2 separate regions of the Gossypium hirsutum genome follow, and region 1 is linked to region 2. A link is a contact called in public Hi-C data. All regions are on one chromosome and are shown on one strand. The core of a region is the stretch at or near the end of the contact, and the rest is flanking DNA. Distances in the headings are between cores, read along the strand shown. Region 1 holds the start of LOC107922580 (5-amino-6-(5-phospho-D-ribitylamino)uracil phosphatase, chloroplastic). Region 2 holds the start of LOC107894218 (protein MICRORCHIDIA 6).

The links. Hi-C and Micro-C count contacts between places; a contact is called where the count stands out from the background.
Region 1: a Hi-C map of leaf shows a contact between it and region 2, with 4 times the contacts expected there. The contact joins the promoter of LOC107922580 here to the promoter of LOC107894218 in region 2. A contact is called at or near these places in 3 of 34 Hi-C or Micro-C datasets (callus, leaf and seedling).

Annotation. Positions count from the first base shown.
Region 1 is chrA13:49,147,233-49,151,601 of Gossypium_hirsutum_v2.1, reverse strand. LOC107922580 (5-amino-6-(5-phospho-D-ribitylamino)uracil phosphatase, chloroplastic) reads right to left here and starts at 1,926. Exons shown (of 3, transcript XM_016852672.2): 1 at 1,762-1,926; 2 at 94-1,316. The coding sequence starts at 1,232.
Region 2 is chrA13:48,506,079-48,511,118 of Gossypium_hirsutum_v2.1, reverse strand. It overlaps LOC107894218 (protein MICRORCHIDIA 6), which reads right to left and starts at 1,432. Exons shown (of 22, transcript XM_016819458.2): 1 at 1,107-1,432; 2 at 860-930; 3 at 278-655; 4 at 107-181; 5 at 1. The coding sequence starts at 647.

The DNA of each region.
Region 1 (4,369 bases), core at 677-3,176, 640 kb before region 2:
TTCTTTTTTTTCTTTTTTTTGTTATACACATCAGGTCCACTGGGAAACCTTATCACCAGGAACCATATGAATGTAAAATTCTTTTGAAGTTACCAGAAAATATCATCTATTGCTATTGAGGTAGATGGCCGAGACTCTTCTTCCTCTATCTCCAACTCTGACTCAGGCTCCCTGGAACCAAATTCAGCCAACTCTATATCAGCAAGGTTCTTCAGGTCAACAATTGAGAGCTCATCTAAATGGTTCACCACCAAGTCTGCAGCCCCAAGCTCATATACTGGATGCTTGCTAGCAATCGTCACACACTTCATCCATGCATCATGAGCAGCTTCAACTGTCTGATTAGAGTTCCCAAACACAATGCAGCGCTCAGGTATAAATTTCAGAAGCTGTGCAGCATAAACAAACATTTCAGGATCTGGTTTTCCCCGGTAAACATCTTCTGCCGCAACAATGACGCTGAAGAACCCTTCCATCCCAATGGGTCGAATGGCAGTCTCAAGAACTTTTCTTGGCCGGGTAGATACCAATGCCATTGGTATCTTGTAACGTGTCAAGGCATGTAGAAACTCTTGGGAACCATTACGTAATCTATATATCCCACCTTGCAGAGCTTGGTAAACTTCTTCCCTCCTTGCAGCCATTCTTCTCAATTGTGCTGGATCTCTTGACCAGCACAAAACTTCCGAAATTGCTTGCTCATTTTTCATCCCTTCTATTCTTCTGAGGATAAAGGCAGGGGGAGGAGATTTTCCTTCTTCCTCAGCAAGAGCCAGCCAGGCTTGCTTCTCAAGCTGAGGATTATCTTCAACTATAACTCCTTCCCATTCAAATAAAGCGCCTAACCAACCACAGCCCATCCTTTCTTGTCGAAGCAAGGGATTGTGTAAAGAAGGATTATCAGCTCTATTCTCCGGCGACCATAAGCGAGGCTTTTGCTCTACACTAGTATCAAGCAGATAACTCCAGTTTCTTGGTGCTTTTCCTTCATATGCATAAACCTCTTTTGTCAGCTCCATTGCAAGCGCCTTGATGGATGAATTAACTAACCTTTCCACTCTCAATCTTGGCGAAGGAGGAACAACGATCGTTTTGCCAATAAATTCTTTGAAAGGAGACAGGCAGTTACTCAAAGATTTTTGTTTGCAGGAGACATCCCTAGCGGAAAATCTTCCACATAAAGGGCGGTGTCCAAGAAGTGAAGTTGTTGCAATCGACTCTACCATCACCATGTTTAAACAAAACAGGTAGCAATATCTACACCCCCAAACTATATCTTAATAAGATCTTATTTACGCTTCAAATCCCTGTGAACTCTGCTGAATCGAAAGAAACGATTGAGATTAGATAACAAAGATTCAAACTTTCGTCAAGATACATCCAATTCTCCCATCAGCCATCCAGATAAACCCTAAAACAATTTACTAAAAACACCAAGCTATTGTAAGAACGCTGCACGAAGAAAACCCTAAAGTGATTCTTTATCACCAAAAATAAAGGCGAATAATTAAAACAACTTTGTCAAATTAAAAATCTCAATCATAAAAATTAAAAATAAAAATAAAAACAGAAGAAAGAAGTCCTCTTTTAAGGAAAATGAAAGATGACCCATTAACGTTAAACAACGGCATATTAAAAAGAAGCACAGACAGAAAAACGCTGAAAATATCCAACAATCAACAAAAAAAATTAAAAATAATTCAGCTCAAATGACATGTAAATAGAGAATAAATATGAAAATGAAAGAAGCAGCTGAAGAACCTCGGAAGGAAAGAGTTGTTGACGAAAGATGCTACGGCTGTTATGACAAAGAGAGAGAATAGATTCTCCTCCTAAGAATAATTTGTCAATCTCCTTTCCTCTTGTACTTGTTAAAGAAGAAAAAAGATTTTACTATTTTTATTTTCTTAGAAATTACTTTTTCGGTGTGTGGTTTGAAATAAATAAATTTATGGAAGGAAAAGAAGACCGGTGATGGCCGTGGAAGAGTGTCAACGGTTCAAAGTGGGATCCACTTTTTAGACTTGCAAATTGTAATCATCTCTTTTGCTACGTGGTTTCAACGGACCATTTTCATTTCACTTAAAAAACTGTTTTTGATTAGCTCGTCCCAGCCAGCCACATTTTCCGAACAGTTTCATGTCCCATTCGTATTCCTCTTTTTTTAAAAAATTAAGGTTAATGTTCCCTAAAATTTATCTGAATGAGTAATATGAAATCTGTACCAAAATATTTCAATGTAATATTTGAAATTTTGTGTCATAATATGTCCCAAGACAAGTGGCGAAGCTAGGGGCTGACATGGCCCCGGCCCCGACTCCCTAAAATATAAAATTATTATTTAGACTCTTAAAATTTTTTAAAAGTTTTAAATTAGTAAAGGTAAAATTATATTTTGATTCTTTTAAAATTATAAAAATTTAATTTAATTCTTTACAAATTATAAAGATATAAACTATAAAAAATTAAAATTTCATTCGGCCCTTCTTAAATATTATTCTGGCTTTGCCCCTGCTAAAAAACTTAACTCTGTTAAAATTTTGAGTTGATATGCCATTATTCATTGGTGCAAGTTTTTGTCTATTTTGTGTATATAATTTTGGTTGGAGATTTTTAGGAGATTGTGCAACAAATTAGACCTGCTTTTTGTTACCTGGAAGGAAACTAATATTTTCTTATCTTAATATTTTCCATGCTCTAATGGTAATTGATATGAGCAAAACCTTAATGATAATATTTTATCTTTTACAAGTTAGATGCGCATGTACTTAATTTCTTATATATATTGAAGCTTTGTTGTTCCGGTGAGAGTAAATCTGAAAAAACAAATTATGATACTCGAGATAATCTCTTAATAACATGACAAGCAAACTGATCATGGGAGAAATAAGAATGACTAGATCAAGCCCTAGAATGACTAAATCAAGCCCTTCACCATGCCCAAGACAAAGCCCAAGCCTAAGGCTCTCCACTACTTCAATCTCTATTTGCAAGTGGTTCTTGCAAATGGGTTTAATGCATTTCTACATATGTAACACTTCAAAATTTGAAATTAGGGATTAATTTGTTAAATGCATAAATTCTAGGGTTTTATTGTGAAATGATGACAAATATGGGTTGTTTCAAGCTCCCTTGCATGTTTAGTTAACATGGATTTTTATTAAAATGGTTAGATTTTAAGTTATTAGTCTAAGGACTAAATTGTGAAAAAATTAAAATTTTAGGGGTAAAATAATAATTTTGCATAAATATGAACTATGGATTAAATTGAATACTATAAGTTTTAAAGGGATTGAAATTTTCTATTTAGATCAAGATAGACCATGTTCAGACCTAGATCAAGGCAAAGCAAAAGCTTCAGAATAGCTCGATTTAACTTCTACGCCCTAGTCGTCAAGGTAAGTTCGTATAATTGGTTATCGAATTAAAGCTATTTCAAATCATATGTTATTATGTTATTTATAATGCGAATTGATCGATGTATAAACAAATCAATGCTATGACGGTTATTGAGTCTCGATTGAACCTTAGGAATTCGCAGGATACAAATGACATGTCATTAGGGATTTCATGTTTCGAGTGCTGGTCTTAAATGTCCTATCGATGGCTGAGGTACTGTATTTGTTGCAGATACTCCACAGCTCATATGAGCAGCATCGTGTAGCTTACATTCTGACCCACAGTGTAACACCCCTTACCCGTATTCAACGCCGGAACAGGGTACGAGGCATTACCAGACTTAAACACAAGTAAACATACAATTTCGAGCCATAAATTTGGCATCAAATTAAATCTTTTTACAATTAATCATAAAGTCCCTATTACGAGCCTACGAGGCCCAAAACATGCATTGGAGGTGGTTCGGGACTAAACCGAGAAATTTAGAAAATTTTACAACACTTAGAAATTTTTTTGCCTAAACAGGGGTCACACGCCCTTGTGGCTTGGGGTACGCCCATATGGGCAGGCCGTGTAGTCACACATGCCCTTGTCCCTAACCCGTGTAACTTTCTTTTTGTCACCTAAGAAAAAATTGAAGTCACACGGCTAAGACACGTGCCTGTGTCCCGAGGCCTTGTCCTTTACACAGGGGACACACGCCCGTGCCTCTGCCCGTGTGCTCAATTCTGAGCATTCTATTTTGCAACAAATTTAGGTGCAGGGGACATGGCCAAATCACACGTCCATGGGGCTGACCATGTGTCACACATAGCCTAGACACATGCCCATGTGTCTACCCGTGTGGACTATAATAAGGCTATTTACCAAGCCATTGGCCACCCTTATTCACACATACACTTACCCTAATTCAAAGGCACAAAACAATACATACTTAGGCAACCAAAACATCCACATTCATGGTTAAAAC
Region 2 (5,040 bases), core at 183-2,682:
GCTGCAAACAAATAACAAACAAAATACAGTGTAATCATGCAAAGGTACTCATTGCCAAAAGAAAATGTACGAAGTATAAAAAATTATCTGCATAAGCTAGACATACCACCAAAAGCCCACTTATGTGAGGTGGCATTTGAATGAAGAAACAAGGGGTGCACATGTAGATAATTTGTGCTATCTGTTGTTGTTTTTTTTAAAAAAAAAAAGCACAATAAAAAGTTAAGATGGATCAGCAATTAGGGAATCACAATTCATTAGACTGATAGCTACATACTTTGTAGCGTGACCTTGGAACCAAGGCCACCTTCATAGCTCCCAGCTTTCCAGAATTGTCGACAAATTGGTGCTGGAGATACAGCTGATGTCGAACAGACCCCTGTATCATCCCCTGGAGACTGGCATTGCTCCAAAACACTAGTACTACTTTGACCAGTACTTAAAGCATTATTTGAGCTTTTATTTTCTTCAGAGGCTTGTTTTCTAGCTTGTGTTTTGGAACTGAAAAGCTTAACAGGTTGAACGCTATGGTTCTGTTGCTGCTGTATCATGCTCCCAATGGTACCAGGTTCCAATTTAACAGGTTTCAGGTCGACCTCTCCAAGTTCATCATCACTAGATAAGTCCACAACGTCAAGACAATTCATCTCCAAAACTGTAAATAGAAATGAAAACAGGCTTCACCTAAGAACATGTTACAAAAAAAAAAATCATAATGCATGCAAAAAGAAAACCCGATAGCTTGGATTCCCAGTAACTAAGGAAATTGAAATTATTCAAATTAAACATAACTCAATCGGAAACATCTATTATACCCAGAAATTAAGAGGTAAATAAATTAAATTAGGGGATGCGGAACCTTTTGCTAGGAAAACCTAAGGGTTCTTCTTCGGTGAAAAAGACTATGGACGCCAAACTGCAACGCGGAAGCTGCACAATATCGTTTCAGTTTAGATTTCCCCAACATCAATTAAATAACATGAAAATCTACTGATATCAAAGTATAAAACTCAAGAAAAACTGAGAACAGAATGAAAACAAACAAAAAAAACAAACGGGACTTTCAAGTTTCTTTGGCGGGGTTCAGAAATTTTTGAAACCCTAACTTGTATTCACCAAGGGCAGAGAAGAGAATAAATCAACAAAGGAGGCCAAAGTGAAATTAGAATGTAGCCTTCAAAATCAAACGAAATGAGAACTATAAACAGGGATGCAAATGGTGGTTTAGGGGTTGTGGCGAATGCTGGCGCTCGCCTGTTGAAATTGGAAGGAGGGCCGAAACAGTAGATTACATGAGTGCGGCTTCAGGCGGGTTGAAGGCGAAGGGGAGAGACTCGAGGCTGTTTTAGCTGGTGTGGGTAACCTCGAGTCTGTTGAGCTGGTGCGGGTAATTTAGATTATGGCATAATCAAAATTAGGCAGAAAACAATGTAAACTATCTGTATATTATTTTATTGTATTATATATTAAACTACAACTTTTAAAAAACTTTTAAATTCACAAGAATATTTTTTATATTTTACTATATTATTAAATTAATGTTTAAAATATATTTCACTTTAATACTATTAATTATAACTTTATTTAAAATTAATTTGTGATTATTTTATTGACTCTAAAATAGAATTATGACTTAAATAAAAATCTAAGCATAGTGACTTTCAATAAGTCAAAATAACTAATAATTAATGTTAAAATAAATAAAGTTATAATTTGAATAGAAATCTAAGTATATAAAGAGGGATTGATTTTTTACATTAAAAAATAGAGATTGATTTTATCTTTTAACTATCACTTAATTAGTATTAAAGTTATATATCAATTTAAATTTAAATTTATAAATAGTATCTATTACATTTAAGTAAAATCATCGATAAAAAGAATGAAAAATATTAGCATTAATAAATTAAAAGTATTTTAAAATGAAATATTCAAAGGATAACGAAGAGATATGTAAGATCATTTTAGTTAATGATGATATTATATAATATTATGTTATTTAAAAAAATAATTATAAGCATGTACTCTTTTATTCTTTCGTTTTTACCTTATTATTCAATGCACAACTTTACTTGCACAAAGCCACTTCAATTTCATACCCAAACATGTCCAAGTAATCACATTCATCATCAATTCAACTTATAACATCTACATGGCCTTTAAACATATCATTCCTTTATAAAAGTTTACATATCAACCATTAACCATTTACCATTTACCATCTTTATCATTATCAATTCACATCTAATATTACCATTTCAAATGTCATAATCACAACTCAAACCATTTACCAAAAGCATATCATCTCAACAAGCATTACCATTAGGCAAAGTCATACATAAAATAGATTTTAAACTAAGTTATCATTCAAGGTTAACCAAATACAAGACACCTATATATATGCCACAAAACCAAGCTTAAAATGATTGAAAACTATCGGATCAATAACAGGATAGTGTGAGCTTCTCAACAATTCACAAGTTGGCAATATACAAGAAAAGGGAAAGCAATGGAGTAATCATATCGAATGTGTTAAACCAAGTTTTATTTGATAAAATATTTTGATATAACAAATATAATATCTTTTAATACAAATTGTTTTTTAACAAAGACTTAATTAAGTTTAAAGTAAAAAAATTTCAAACACTTTGAGAATCACTTTGAACACTTAAAAAATACTTTGAACAAATTTCAAACTTCTTAAAACAAGTGAAAAATTGCTCCCTAATACTTATAAAGTTGTTTTCTAAGCTTTGAAGTTCAGAAACATTGAGCAAAAACAACAAGTATCGATATTTTTCAATATGTATCGATACATATACATTTTTATCGATTCATATTCTTAGTATCGATACGAAAATGCCATTATGGATTTTTTTATCAAAGTAAAAATACCAATACTTATCATTAAGTATCGATACCATGATATTTTTATTGATACCTTTTTCAATATTGATACGAAATTGGCATTCTGACTTCGAATGAGAATTGAGAAAAAGTATTAGTATCGATACCTATAAAAAAATTTTGATACCCTCTATTGGTATTAATATGATTTTAAGGTTTGATGTTTTGAAAATTATTCAAAAAATTACCCTAGTATCGATACCCATAAAAAAATATCGATACTTTTAATCAAGTATTGATAAATCTCTCCAGGTATCGATGTGAAAATGGCCAACAGTCACTAAATTGGACATTAAATGCTCTAAGTATCGATACCTATAAAAAATTATCGATGCCTATTGTTGCATGTGGCATTAATGTTCTAGTCTTTTACATCCCAACAACTCTATTCAATTTCACAACAATCACAACGGTTGGAAATCAATTTGGGAGTAAGATCAAAAGGTTTATCCTATCAACCTTTGTGCAAAAAAATTCTTCACATATTTCTTGTATACATTTGTGAGCATTCATTGTTTTTCTATCAGCTCAAGTGTTTTCTTTGTATTAGTGCTTAATTGGAAAACATCCTAATCTTGGAAGGATTATTTCTTTGTTTGCTCTTTTAAGAGGGTTTGTATCTTAAGATTTTGGTAGAAATTTTAAGGGGGTTGTAAGGTTTAACATTGTCCTTAAAAGTTCATCAAATTAGTGAATTTAGAAAAATCCTTAGTTATGGAAAGCTAAGGTAGTAGAGTAGGCAATTGGGGCCTAACCACTATAAATTTCTTTTGCTCATTGTCTTATACTTTTTCCTTTGCTCCCACAAATTTTTAAAATGCCAATTCACCTCCTCTTGGCTATTTTGATTGATTGATCAAGCTAACAAAATGCTTAGTAAGTTCATAGGCATTAAACAACAACTAACCTCAATTTACAATTTAATAGAGTAAGCTACTAGCTTTGTAACATCCCTAACCCGTATTCGTCGCCAGAATAGGGGTACGAGCATTACTGGAGTGTACATTTCAAACAAACAAAAATTTTAAAAACATTTTAATTCACATCATTAAACATAACAAAACTAATCCATAACGTGTATATTGTTCCTTATAGGAGCCCTAAGGCCCTAAAAACATATAGAAACAAGTCGGGACTAAATCAGAAGCTTATAGATTTTTCAAGAAACAATGAAAATTTTCAAAATTGTAGGGGTCACACGCCCGTGTGGACATTCGAAGTAGGGACACATGGCCGTGTCCCAGCCCGTGTCCATGCTCGTGTAACTCATTAACTTGGGTCACACGGCCAAGCTACAAGCTAGTATGCCAGGCCATGTACACTTCGAAATGACCTCACACGCCCATGTGCCAAACCATGTGCTAGGCCGTGTAACAACCTGACTTGCAACCCTATGAAAACTACAGGGGACACACGGCCGTGTCGCCAAGCCGTGTGTCACACACGACTGAGACACACACCCGTGTCTCTACCCGTGTGGACAAAAAATAGATCCTTTCTAAGCCATTTTTCTCACCCATTCAAGCATATACCTACAATCACTTTTGCACATATATACAAGACTTCAAATTGCACTAAGACCATGCAAAATCAAGCTATCCAAATATGGTATATTTGCATACAACCAATATACCCAAAAGGGCACCTTAATCTCAACACTTAAAACATGTATAACCATGTGTTCAAATTAGCCAAAATATTCACTAACTTCTAACTAAATTTATGTCAAAACATACCATTTGATTTACCTATCAATTTCACACCAAATGTACCATTCATCAATTAGCACCAATAGCCAAATATGTCATTTATAACAATTGTACCAATTCACCACATTCAATCATAACACAAGACCATTTATAACATGCATTTTAAACTACCATTCCATCTTTAATAATTCAAGCATCATGAACTAAGATATCAACTAAAACACCTATACATGTATATATTTATCCAATTATCAATTAACTTGTTACCATGCCAAAACATAACATAATTGTTACATAATCACCATATCATATTAGATTCATGCCATATCTAGCTCAAAACCTTTCCAAAGCATACCATATCTTGACCATGTTCAGGTCAATTCATCATAAATCACTTTAGCCGTTCAAACATGATTTAACACAT